Linked DNA regions of Sus scrofa: regions 2 and 3 are each linked to region 1. Evidence: chromatin contacts called from public Hi-C data. All regions are on one chromosome and are shown on one strand. The core of a region is the stretch at or near the end of the contact, and the rest is flanking DNA. Distances in the headings are between cores, read along the strand shown. Region 1 holds the start of C17H8orf4 (protein C8orf4 homolog). Region 2 has its middle 80 kb from the start of IDO2. Region 3 has its middle 68 kb from the start of C17H8orf4.

What was found. A called contact is a pair of places that touch in the nucleus more often than the background predicts.
Region 2: a contact with region 1 is called in a Hi-C map of subcutaneous adipose tissue, with 3 times the contacts expected there. The contact joins the enhancer-like site here to the promoter of C17H8orf4 in region 1. A contact is called at or near these places in 3 of 5 promoter capture datasets (fetal skeletal muscle, liver and skeletal muscle), 18 of 47 Hi-C or Micro-C datasets (alveolar macrophages, brain, embryonic fibroblasts and 11 more) and 1 of 2 datasets of contacts at active chromatin or transcription factors (skeletal muscle).
Region 3: a Hi-C map of subcutaneous adipose tissue shows a contact between it and region 1, with 1.7 times the contacts expected there. The contact joins the enhancer-like site here to the promoter of C17H8orf4 in region 1. A contact is called at or near these places in 2 of 5 promoter capture datasets (fetal skeletal muscle and liver) and 3 of 47 Hi-C or Micro-C datasets (epiblast stem cells, omental adipose tissue and subcutaneous adipose tissue).

The regions. Positions count from the first base shown.
Region 1 is chr17:9,439,478-9,443,175 of Sscrofa11.1, forward strand. C17H8orf4 (protein C8orf4 homolog) reads left to right here and starts at 2,011. Exons shown (of 1, transcript XM_003360552.4): 1 at 2,011-3,576. The coding sequence starts at 2,289. The coding sequence ends at 2,609.
Region 2 is chr17:9,354,782-9,358,479 of Sscrofa11.1, forward strand. No RefSeq gene overlaps it. Among named protein-coding and RNA genes, the nearest start is that of IDO2, 80 kb to the left of the region's middle. Within about 2 kb of position 1,805, at least 7 of the 83 cell types and tissues checked have an H3K27ac peak or open chromatin away from gene starts, as enhancers often do. A contact at or near this core is called in subcutaneous adipose tissue, where this site is marked.
Region 3 is chr17:9,371,336-9,375,033 of Sscrofa11.1, forward strand. No RefSeq gene overlaps it. Among named protein-coding and RNA genes, the nearest start is that of C17H8orf4, 68 kb to the right of the region's middle. Within about 2 kb of position 1,681, at least 7 of the 83 cell types and tissues checked have an H3K27ac peak or open chromatin away from gene starts, as enhancers often do. A contact at or near this core is called in omental adipose tissue and subcutaneous adipose tissue, where this site is marked.

The DNA.
Region 1 (3,698 bases), core at 761-3,260:
TAATGGCTGAGTAATATACAAAGTACAACAAATACACTACGTATACACTCTTATCTTGAGGTCTTCACACTTGCGGTTCCTCTGCCTACAACACCCATCCTGCAGGCCTTTCCAGAGCTTACTCCCACACCTCCGCTCAGGTCTTTGCATAACATCACATTAAGAGATGCTTCCCCCTGAGAGTTCCCGCTATGGTGTAGTGGATTAAAAATCTAGCTGCAGTGGCTCAGGTCACTCCGGAGGCTCCAGTTCAATCCTTGGCCCGGTGCAGTGGGTTAAGGACCTTGTGTTGCCATAGCTGTTGCATAGGTTGGAAGCACATCTCAGATTCAGTCCCTGGCTTGGGAACTTCCATATGCCATGGGCACAGCCATAAAAAGAGAGAGAGAGAGAGATCACCCTGTGTAAATCCCAGCACTCTTCCGCCTGTTCCGTAAAACCTGCTTCATGTATTACTTACTGAAGTCATTTCTACTCTAAATGGAAGTATTCCTATTGCCTATTCCCCAGCAGAATGTAAATTCCATTAAGGTAAGATCAGGATGTTTTGTTTCCTTTCTTTGGTTTAGTGTGGTTTCCTGTTGCATTTCCACTACCTAGAAATACTCCGGCTAAAAATTGACCTTTAGGAGTTCCCATCGTGGCTCAGTGGTTAACAAATCCGACTAGGAACCATGAGGTTGCAGGTTCGATCCCTGCCCTTGCTCAGTGGGTTAAGGATCCGGCATTGCCAAGAGCTGTGGTGTAGGTCACAGATTCAGCTTGGATCCCGCGTTGCTGTGGCTCTGGCGTAGGCCGGTGGCTACAGCTCTGATTAGACCCCTAGCCTGGGAACCTCCATATGCCACAGGAGTGGCCCAAGAGATGGCAAAAAGACAAAAAATAAAAATTGCCCTTTACTAAATACTGATGGAAAAATGAGTCCAATGAATACATGAGTGAACGAATGAAGGTATGAGAAGAGTCTCAAACTTGGTTTTCAAGTGAGGTACTTTCACCACATTTTTTCAGATTTTTCTAGATAACTAGATGAGAGGAAAACAAAGGCCGGCCCTGTCTCTGAGCATCCTAGGACCCAGCAGCAGGTCCCCAAAGAGAAATCACTGGGTACTGGGATACTGACACTTAACATGTAATGTTCCATTCATGAGTGAGGACAGTGACTGGCTGAATATCGTGAATGTGGAAAGAAGTGATTTATTTATTTTTATTTTTATTTTTTATCCAACATTTTGTTGGAGTGTAGTTGCTTTACAAGGCTGTATTAATTTCTGCTGTGCAGCAAAGGGCTTCTGTCATACATATACACACATCCACTCTTTTTCAGATTCTTTCCCCATATAGGTTATCACAGAATATTGAGTTGAGTTTCCTGTTGGGAAGAACCCATTTAAATTCTTCCAAAGAAGGTATTGCTCTGACTATGTCTGGGTGCTGCCAAAATAAACATTAAAGGAATATGTCAACTCATTCCTTTGGGTGCTAGGTACATAAAGCGCCTTTGAAGTTGTCCTCCCTAATTTTTTTTTTTTTTGATACTGTTGTTGATGTGTACTTAAACCTAAGGAGATGTTGGCTGTCATGACTATTACTTTTATGAAATTCCAATTTAATTCAGTTATTACAGATTAGCTCTTGTCTGCAGCTGGCTCTGAACTGTCATGGACTCAGGCTGTGTCCTGTCTGTGTTTTGAACAGACTCCCATTTGGAATCGGTGTCCTGGATTGTTAAGCTTCTCTTCATAGCCCGGGAATCGCCCTGTGGAGCAATGTCTAAAGGGGACGGTGTGGGCTGCCAAATGTTTGAACTGTCCTCTAGCAACTTCTCTAGAAATTAAGGCTGCTAGCAGAACTTTTTGTTTGGGTCCTGTTTGGAAAGATTTTGAGGGTGTTAGCCACACTGTTTGTCTCTTATCTTGGCGGTGGTTGTCCTGGTTTCAGCTTTTTTTTTTTTTTTTTTTTTTTTTCCCCTATAGAAGGGCCCAAGTCTGTTTAATGCTCTTGCCACCGACTAGGGAGAAAGAAATCCCCCCCACCCCTACTCCCACCCCCGTTCAACCCCATCCCTGAGCACAGCTGTTAGGAACCCTTTGCAGGGGATGGAGATTTTGGCAACTCAACTGTTAAACCGGTCTCTGATCACTCAGCCTCCAGATCACTCTGATGTCACCACTGTAATCTGAGCCCTGAGCTTTGTTCACCCTTTAAATAGCCGACCCGGGACCGATTTCGCTACAGACTCTCTGGAGAGCCTTGGAGCAGAATTCCCGAAGATTCCCACATCATCGATGAAAGCAAAGCCAAGCCACCCAGCCGTCAGCATGTCCACCTCGCTGCGCGTGAGCCCGTCCATCCGCGGCTACCACTTCGACACGGCCTCCCGCAAGAAAGCCGTGGGCAACATCTTTGAAAACATAGACCAAGAAGCGCTCCAGAGGCTCTTCAAAAACTCGGGGGACAAGAAAGCAGAGGAGAGAGCGAAGATCATTTTCGCCATCGATCAGGATCTGGAGGAGAAAACGCGAGCCCTGATGGCCCTGAAGAAGAGGACGAAAGACAAGCTCTTCCAGTTTCTGAAACTGGAGAAATATTCCATCAAAGTTCACTGAGGACCAGGAGATGGATAAGGACCTTATCCAAGAACGGACGTTTAAAGAGCACCTGAGTCCGCGAGACCCTAATACACACACAGCATCTCGCGGTTGCTGCCTTGCAAGTTTCTCTTGCACCAGGACCTGAGGACTCTGAGGCAGGAAAGGAGCAGATGAACTGGTTACAAAGACTCCGATCAACTTCACGTCTGTGCTGTGATAGCCGCTGTGACAGCGGAGACAGAAATGCTTGCAGCCGGCACTGGAAAATTCTCCCCCGGGGAAAGGACTGATGCTCACGTTGGGAGAAAAGTCTGGACAGATGTAATTGTAATGAGAATTCAATATAACAGAAGGCTGGAGAAGAATTGCAGCCAGGGTCTTAGAGTCAGACCCTAGGACTTAAACTCAACCGGAACTTTTTTTTTTTTTTTTTTTTTTTCCTTTAAGCAAACTGGGTGGTGGGAGGGAGATGGGAGAGAACGCACAGGAGAGAGACTTTCACATGGCAATGGCTTACCGACTTTTTTATTTGAATGTTCAAAATATTGCCAAGCTTCAGTGTTGTCTATGGGTCGTTTTTTTAAGAGATCAGTGATTGATCATTTATTTGCATTTATTACAATGCCTTAAAAGTGCACCGCAGGGGTGGAGGTACAAATTTAAGGAACTGTGGTGTTTTCAGCAGCTCCGTGAAACCGTACGCCACCTTCTGGTTATTAAGGGTTTTTTATGCATTTCACATCGGTTGCACAAGTTAAATGATGGGGTCCTTCATAAATCCAAAATACTGTGAATGAACTTTACAGTTTTTTTTTAAATCTTCTAACTAATGCTAAAATATAACCTAAATTTCTCTTAGCTACTGCAGTAAGCATTAGGAAGTGAATATGATACACTTAATAGTTTATAAATATGCTACGGTTTCTATAATTTATTATACATGACAAATGATATGCAACCTTAATAAATTATTATAAACGTAGCTGTTCTTGGTGTGTGATGATTGATCTCAAAGGAAAAATAAGGTGGTAATTTTTATTCTTATAAACTTTTCTAAGGATTTTACTCTAGGAATATAAGGTACTTTTGAAGTAACTTTAGATC
Region 2 (3,698 bases), core at 555-3,054, 85 kb before region 1:
TACGTAAAACATTTAGATCAGTGTCTACCTAAATCCAACCCTAGGGAACTACCTGCTGCACTCGTTGCTGTTAGTAATTTCCAGGGAGGGTTAGACCCCACTGTGGAACGGTGTGGAAGGAAACTTGCTTTCTTAACTTGCTGGACTCATGGAAGCATTCTCATTTCTGTTCTCTCGGGCTTCACCTGGAATGGAATTTATGCTCTGAGAAGCCCAGAGGAAGGCCTTGGGGAAAACTGAGAAATGCCCGTGGTATTGCAGTCTCATCATTTTAGAGGAATATTTTCCTGACACTGTTTGATTACCATCTTGTTCGCTATAAAAGACCTTCTCCGATCCCACTCCTAGCTTCGAAATGATATAAAATGTCTAGTTTTCAAATAGAACGAAAATCGTGTCAGTGTTGTGAGACCTTACGACGCTCTCTGAGGGAAGTGGGGATACAAGAGATTATGAAAAAAATTAGAACTGGTATTTAGTAGAGCTAAAGGCTCATAGCATGTTGGAAAGGGGGAGCAGTGGGTTGATTTTCTGGGAGATGGGATGAAATATCCTACTGCTTGACGGGACTGGCTAAGCTGTGATGTAGGGAAAGTCTGGGATTTCCCTTGTGGCACAGTGGGTTTAAGGAGCCAACATTGTCACTGCAGCAGCTTGTGTTGCTGCTGTGACACAGGTTCGATCCTTGGCTGGGGAACTTCCACATGCCAAAGGTGCAGCCAAAAAATATAATAATAGAGTAGGGAAAGTTTAGCTTTCGCCTGTCTAATCTGTTGACTAGACTATCTTGATAATATCCTTTCTATTGGGACAGTGTTGTATTTTATATAATTGCCCAACTCCCAAGGATAGATGTTTGTTTCTCTCTCATATTTTGAAAAATCCAGGAATGGAATGGTGATTCCATTTAGTCATTAATGACTCCGATTGCTTTCTCTCTCTGATTTGACATCTCAGGAAGTTTCTTCTACCTCAGGGCTTAAAATGGCTGCTGGAGCTCCAGCCTTTATATCTGTCTTCCAGGTCATGGGAAGCAAAAGAGAAATATAGAAAATTTCCTTTTTTTTTTTTATAAAGAGGACTTCTTGGAATTTCTTTTACTTTCTATTGATTACATCTTAATTTCATAGCCTTCCTAGCTACAGTGGAGGCAGAATAGTCATACGCCTAGAAAAAAAAAAGAGTTCTGTTAAAAAAGCAAGAAAGGTATGGATGCAGGTTGAAGCTGGTGACATATTACATTTCCTCCATGCCCTTCATGTTTCTCAAAACTTTTCCTCAGAAAGGAATCCAAACTCACTCCATTGTAGAGGGTGAAAGTAGTAAGCTCCCTAAGGAATTTGAAGTATAATACGATGAAAGCCTGGAGTAGAGTGACCGACCATTACTAGTCCAATGTCAAGGGAAGGAGAGGTGACATCAGGGAGCAGAGGAGGTGTTTGAGAGGAGCAAGGTGTGAAATCACAGACATCGAAAACCTCACCTCAAGCCACTCAGCCTGCACCCAGTGACCCTGATAAGGAAAAAGTCTGGCCTGGCTATAGCTGCTCCGGGACGGGTGGGCAATTCCACCTGTTCTCACAGTCAGGAGCACATTCTTCTAAGGGGTTGCCTTCCCCTTAAGTTTTCTGCTCTCTCTCTCTCTCTCTTTCTCTCTCTCTCTCTCGCTTCAGCCTTCCATCAGGATTGTCTGGAATTTGCTAAGAACAGGGGTTGCTGTGAGCACTCCCAGCTCTTCTGCCCTGTAGGTTGGGGCTTCATCCGGAATGTGTGCTTTTGCAGCGAGTTCCCAGGCGGTGGCATTCTAAGCTAAAGGTAGAGACCCACTGGTAGGAGGTGTTTTCCTTTTTCCTTCTTAGCAAAGGCTTCAGGCGCCTCTAACTTCACCTTGCATTTAGTGAAAGAGAGTTTTGCTTTCTGAAGAGGAAAATGTAACGTCTTTATAATCATCTGAAAATGAGGCAGAAAATGCCCAAGGCTGTTGTGAGGGCTTGCCTGCCCATCCCTCTCCAAAAACTTGCCTAAAAGTGCTTGCCTTTGTTATAAAGGGAAATATTTCTTTTTGATCATTCTCTTGCCCTGTTCAGTTTCAGCAGAAATAGAACACAAAGTCGAGTTTCGGGGAAAAAAGAAAAAAGCAAGACTATTGTTAAAGGAAGGACACAGTAAAAAAAAAAAAAAAAAAAAAAAGAAAATCGAAGACAGCTTGGGCCAAAAGACACAGGAAAAGAGACGGATGATTTTCTCAAAATGGCAAAATTCCAGATCAACTGCTGATTAACCATGATACCAGTGCTGGGACTTGCAACTGATTTGGTGTGTTTCTTAAGTGATGCTAAAATTTGTAGATTAAAATATTCCTTCCAAATTTAGTGAGAAAACGCAGCACTGGAAAAATGTCTCATGCGAATCAGGATTCTTCAGCAAATAAAACTAAACTGCGTGGCGGGGACTTACTCTATGAGCTTCATTCTTGGCCCGTTCTATGCTATTTCACTCACCGTTTTAAGCGTAGCTAAGAGCTATCCCAGGGTTCAGATTTTCAGTTTCTTGACTTAAGTACTGAGGAGGAGTCCAGGTTGGCCTAGCACATCTGCTTTCTGTTTCTTCCTGAGAGAGAAGACATCTTACTCCACGTACGCACTCCCCAGGGGCAACTGTTAAGTGCAGCGACAGCCCAGTGTGAACACAGGGAAACTCAGACCTCCTGTTTCCAGCGACCTTCTGTGTCGCTGTCTGAATGTGGCATCTGTATGTCAATATCATAAATGGCCTCCTCTCACACACTTCTTTTCTGACAAAACGCTGCTTTTTTTTTTTTTTTGTCTGCAGTGTCCCTCTCCCATCTGTTTCCTTTTATGCCACCCCTCAAGCATTCCAGTGCTCTGATGCCCAAGTTCTCATTCCCCTCATGCCTGCCTCTAGCTAACCTATAAGAGGAACGGTCCCTCTGATGAGTACTTTAGGATCAAGGTGACAGTGACTTTTTTCCACGTCCCATATGGGGCCAGTTCCAATTCTCCTGCCCACAGATGTGGGCAGGCGACATGTTCACTTTTGAACAGAGTCCTTGTTACCCAGACGACGGGGCGAGGCGGTGACACACACTCCAGTCAAGTCCCCTTTTGAAAAAGGTGGATATCTGGGTGCAGAGAGACATTGCTGAGAAAGTCAGTCTGAGGTCAACCGTGGAAAGAGACAGTCTGAGCACAAAACCAACAAAAAATAGGGAAGGGAATCAAGAATCAAGAAGGAGAGGGACAGGACAGAGGGAGGAGGAGAGAAAGAGCGTGCTGAGAAAACACTTTGCAAGCCACCATAACTGAAGCCAGCTCTGCCCTTGGACTTTCCAGTTACCTATGCCAATAAATTAAATTAAAAAAAAAAAAAAGCACCTGAATACAATGAACCACTGTCTAAAACTATTCGTCCTTCCTATGTACCCATCCTGGAATCTGTACCTGGCTTCCTTCTTTAGCTCTGCTAGAAGTGACCTCAGTGCTCCCAGCAGAATTTCACACCCATAGACTCTCAGAGGGAGAAGGTTTTAGATCCTTCTCTGGCGGGTTAAGCAAGTTTCTATTGCTGACCCTGCCCTGGCTCTGCTTTTACTTCATAAGTAAGGTTTAGAGTCTCACCTGCCCCCGATCTTCCAGAGACCCCAGCCCATTCAAGCCCACCACCATCGATCCTCATTC
Region 3 (3,698 bases), core at 431-2,930, 68 kb before region 1:
TATATGTCTTTTACTTGGCTATCAAAAAAAAAAAAAAAAGCTATATATACATACCCCCAAATGCTATGTCTTTAGCCCAAACCTGTTACCTAGATTTCATTCAATTATCCCTTCCATTTATTTATTTAAATTTTCCATTTAATCATTTATTGGCATGCCTGGCAGAGAAATGGAAAGATCAACAAGCCTTGCTCACTCCTGTCTCCCAGAAGTTTTTGCTGATAATGAGAAAAGAGAGAATATCCACTTTTCTTTGTTCTAATTTTTAACCACCAAGAAGCATTATTAAGTCAGAAAAAGTCCAAGAAGTTAACCCTTGTTATTTTGAGACTTAGTATTTTGCTTTCCCCTCTTCCCAGCCCCGTGGGTTATAGGAAGTCCCCATCACACATGACCTGAGGACTCAATGAGTTGTTTTTGGATGACCGTGAAAATTTCACCAAGCAGCTTGGGCTAAATCCTGTATCGCCAGTTCCCTCCGCAGACAAACCTCTCACAGAAGTAGTTCTTCTAACCCACTCCGACACATGGCTCTGATCTTCCCTTACAAAAAAGTAACTATATCGGTAATATTTAACTGCATTTTATTTGAAAGATATGGAATTCCCGTCATGGCTCAGCGGTAACAAACCCAACTAGTATCCATAGGATGCAAGTTCGATCCCTGGCCTTTCTCAGTGGGCTAAGGATCTAACATTGCCATGAGCTGTGGTGTAGGTCACAGATACAGCTTGGATCAGTGTTGCTGTGACTGTGGTGTAGGCCAGCAGCTGCAGCTCTGATTCAACCCCTAGCCTGGGAACTTCCATAAGTCATGGTGTGGCCCTAAAAAGACAAAAAAAAAAAAAAAAAAAAAAAAAAAAGAAAGAAAAGTTATCATCACTGAACTAGGCAGCATAGGCTAGGATATACTGCATTAATAAAAAAAAAAATTGAAATCTCAGTGGCTTCCTGCAGTAAGGTTTAATACTTCTTCCTATAGGCCAAGAGCCATTTTGGTTTTTTTTTTTTTTTTTTTTTTTTTTTTTTGGCCACACATGCAGCATATGGAGATTCCAGGGCCAGGGATTGAATCCAAGCTGCAGCTGCAACCTATGCCATAGCTGTGGCAATTCTGGATCCTTAACCCACAGTGCCACAGTGGGAACTCTGGGCCATCCTGTGTTTTACTGCACCCCATTCATCGCTCCAGGATACTGGCTGTTGGCACCCAGGCAGTGCCTGGGTAGAGAGCTGTATTTAGTGATCAACACAACCACCCTAAAGGTTTACTCGTGGAGGGACATGGACTCCAGCTTTATATCCCATAGGTCAGCACCGGGCACGGGGTCACCTTTAACTACAAGAGTGGGAACAATGTATCAAATTCATTCCTACTATATGCCTGGAAGGAGGAGGAGGAATTGATTATTTCTGAGCAGCCTGCGGGACAAATAGCAGTCGTCTCTTCTGATCACCAAACGTTCTGTCCCTTGCCTTTCCCCACGCCACTACCCACATCCCTTCCAATCAGGAAACAAGTTGAAGGCCCGACCTGGCATGGAGCGCAAGGTCCAGCATCTCGGGATGATGCTGTGGCATCACCTCTTCACCAGGGAGACTGTGCAGTTGTCTCCACCTCTGGTCCAAATCTGGGACCTCTTGGTGCTGAGACTTGGGAGTCGGAAAGCAAACCTCACGGACCCCTCCCACCACAAGGAGGCGAAAAGCAAAGCTGTTAAGCCCTGCTTTTCCGAGAGAAGAAGAATGGGAGACACACAGTTGGCAGAGGTTTGCAGCAATTCCTAAATCCCACGCCTGGGGCGGGGTGGGGGGTGTATTTAGAGGCCCCCATCTCCTCAGGAGGGAGTGTGGAATGTCTGGAATGTTCCCTGATGCCATCCTCCAGCAGTTCCCAGGAGTCCTTTGGGCTCCCTTCTCCTTTCTTCTCTGCGGTCCTCTGAACGCTCTCTCTTCCTTATCCTCCCAGACTGATGATGAAAAGGGCAATCAGAAACACCACCCTCCTTAGGGACGAAAAGGCTTTTCTTAGTTCCTCTTCTTCCCCGGAAACAGCTGGGAGGGTCAAGGGTCAACTGACGACTCAAAGAGACAGTTCCTTTACCCAAGCCGATGAGTCTTTTGAAAGGAAAATTCAAGGGGAAAAAAAACAAATCATCTTGTTAACTGAGTCTGTAACTTTCAGAATCTTTGGTGCAAAAACTCCATTCAATACGTTGCCTCTGGTTTCATCTAAGCCTGTTGCCACGTGATTGCTATCAGTAGATAAGATATTAATAAAAAATAGGCAATGTTTTATCCCATGAACAAAACTCATGATGCTTTTATATATATGTTAAATATCATAGTCTTGGAGCTCCCGTCGTGGCTCAGCAGTTGGCAAACCTGACTAGCATCCGTGAGGAGGCGGGTTCGATCCCTGCCTTGCTCAGTGGGTTAAGGATCTGGTGTTGCCATGAGCTGTGGTGTAGGTCACAGACACGGCTCGGATCCCGAGTTGCTGTGGCTGTGGCATAGGATGGCGGCTACAGTTCCAATTGGACCCCTAGCCTGGGAACCTCCATATGACGTGGGTATGGCCCTAAAAGACAAAAAGACAAAAAATAAATAAATAAATAAAAATATCGTATTCTTTTAAAATTTACTTCTATCGAAGTACAGTTGATTTTCAGTGTTGCATTAATTTCTGCCGCCAGCAGAGTGATTTGGTAATATACATACATATATCCATCCCCATACAGGTTATCCGAGTCCACTGAGTAGATTTCCCTGGGCTATACAGCAGGTCTCTGTTGATCATCCATTCCATATACAAAAGTGTGCATTTACCAGTCCCAAACTCCCAGTCAATCCTCCCCATCCACCCTTCTGCTTTGGTAACCCTAAATTTGTTTGGAAGTCTGTGAGTCAGTTTCTGTTTTGCAAATAAGTTTATTTGTATCTTTTTTTTTTTTTTTTTGCTTGCTAGCTTTTTGTTTTGTTTTGCTTTGCTTTGCTTTTTTAGGACCACTCCCACAGCATATGGAATTTCCCAGGCTAAGGCCTGAATCAGAGCTGCACCTGCTGGCCTCACCACAGCCACAGCAATGCCAGATTCGAGCCACATCTGCAACCTACACCATAGCTCATGGCAACACCAGATCCTTAACCCACTGAACAAGGCCAGGGATAGAACTCATGTCCTCGTGAATACTAGTCAGGTTCGTCACTACTGAGCCACAGTGGGAACTCTTCATTTGTATTGTTTTTTTAAATACCACATATAAGTGATATTATATGATATTCATCTTAAATATCATATTCGTATATATCTCCCTGAATGAATATTATATTCAGACTATCTTCTTTCTCAAATATTTATCTAAATTGCTATTTATATATCTGTTTTATCTTATTTACTCTGCCTTTGATTTCAAATTATATATCTGATTTCATTTATTATCACTTTCCTTCTTCAAAAGGTATACTTGGATTGGTTTTAAATATATATTACCTGACATTGTCGTTTCACCAATAACCCCTGATGAAACTTATCTGGTCCTTCCACAAACACCCCCCACCACCAATAAGCAGTGACAGTAGCTGAAAATATGTGTCAAGACGACTTCTTTTCCATGACACAGATTTATCATTGATTCCTTGAAAGAAGTGTCATTTCTTTTTTTTATTTCTTCTTTTATTTTATGGCCACACCTGTG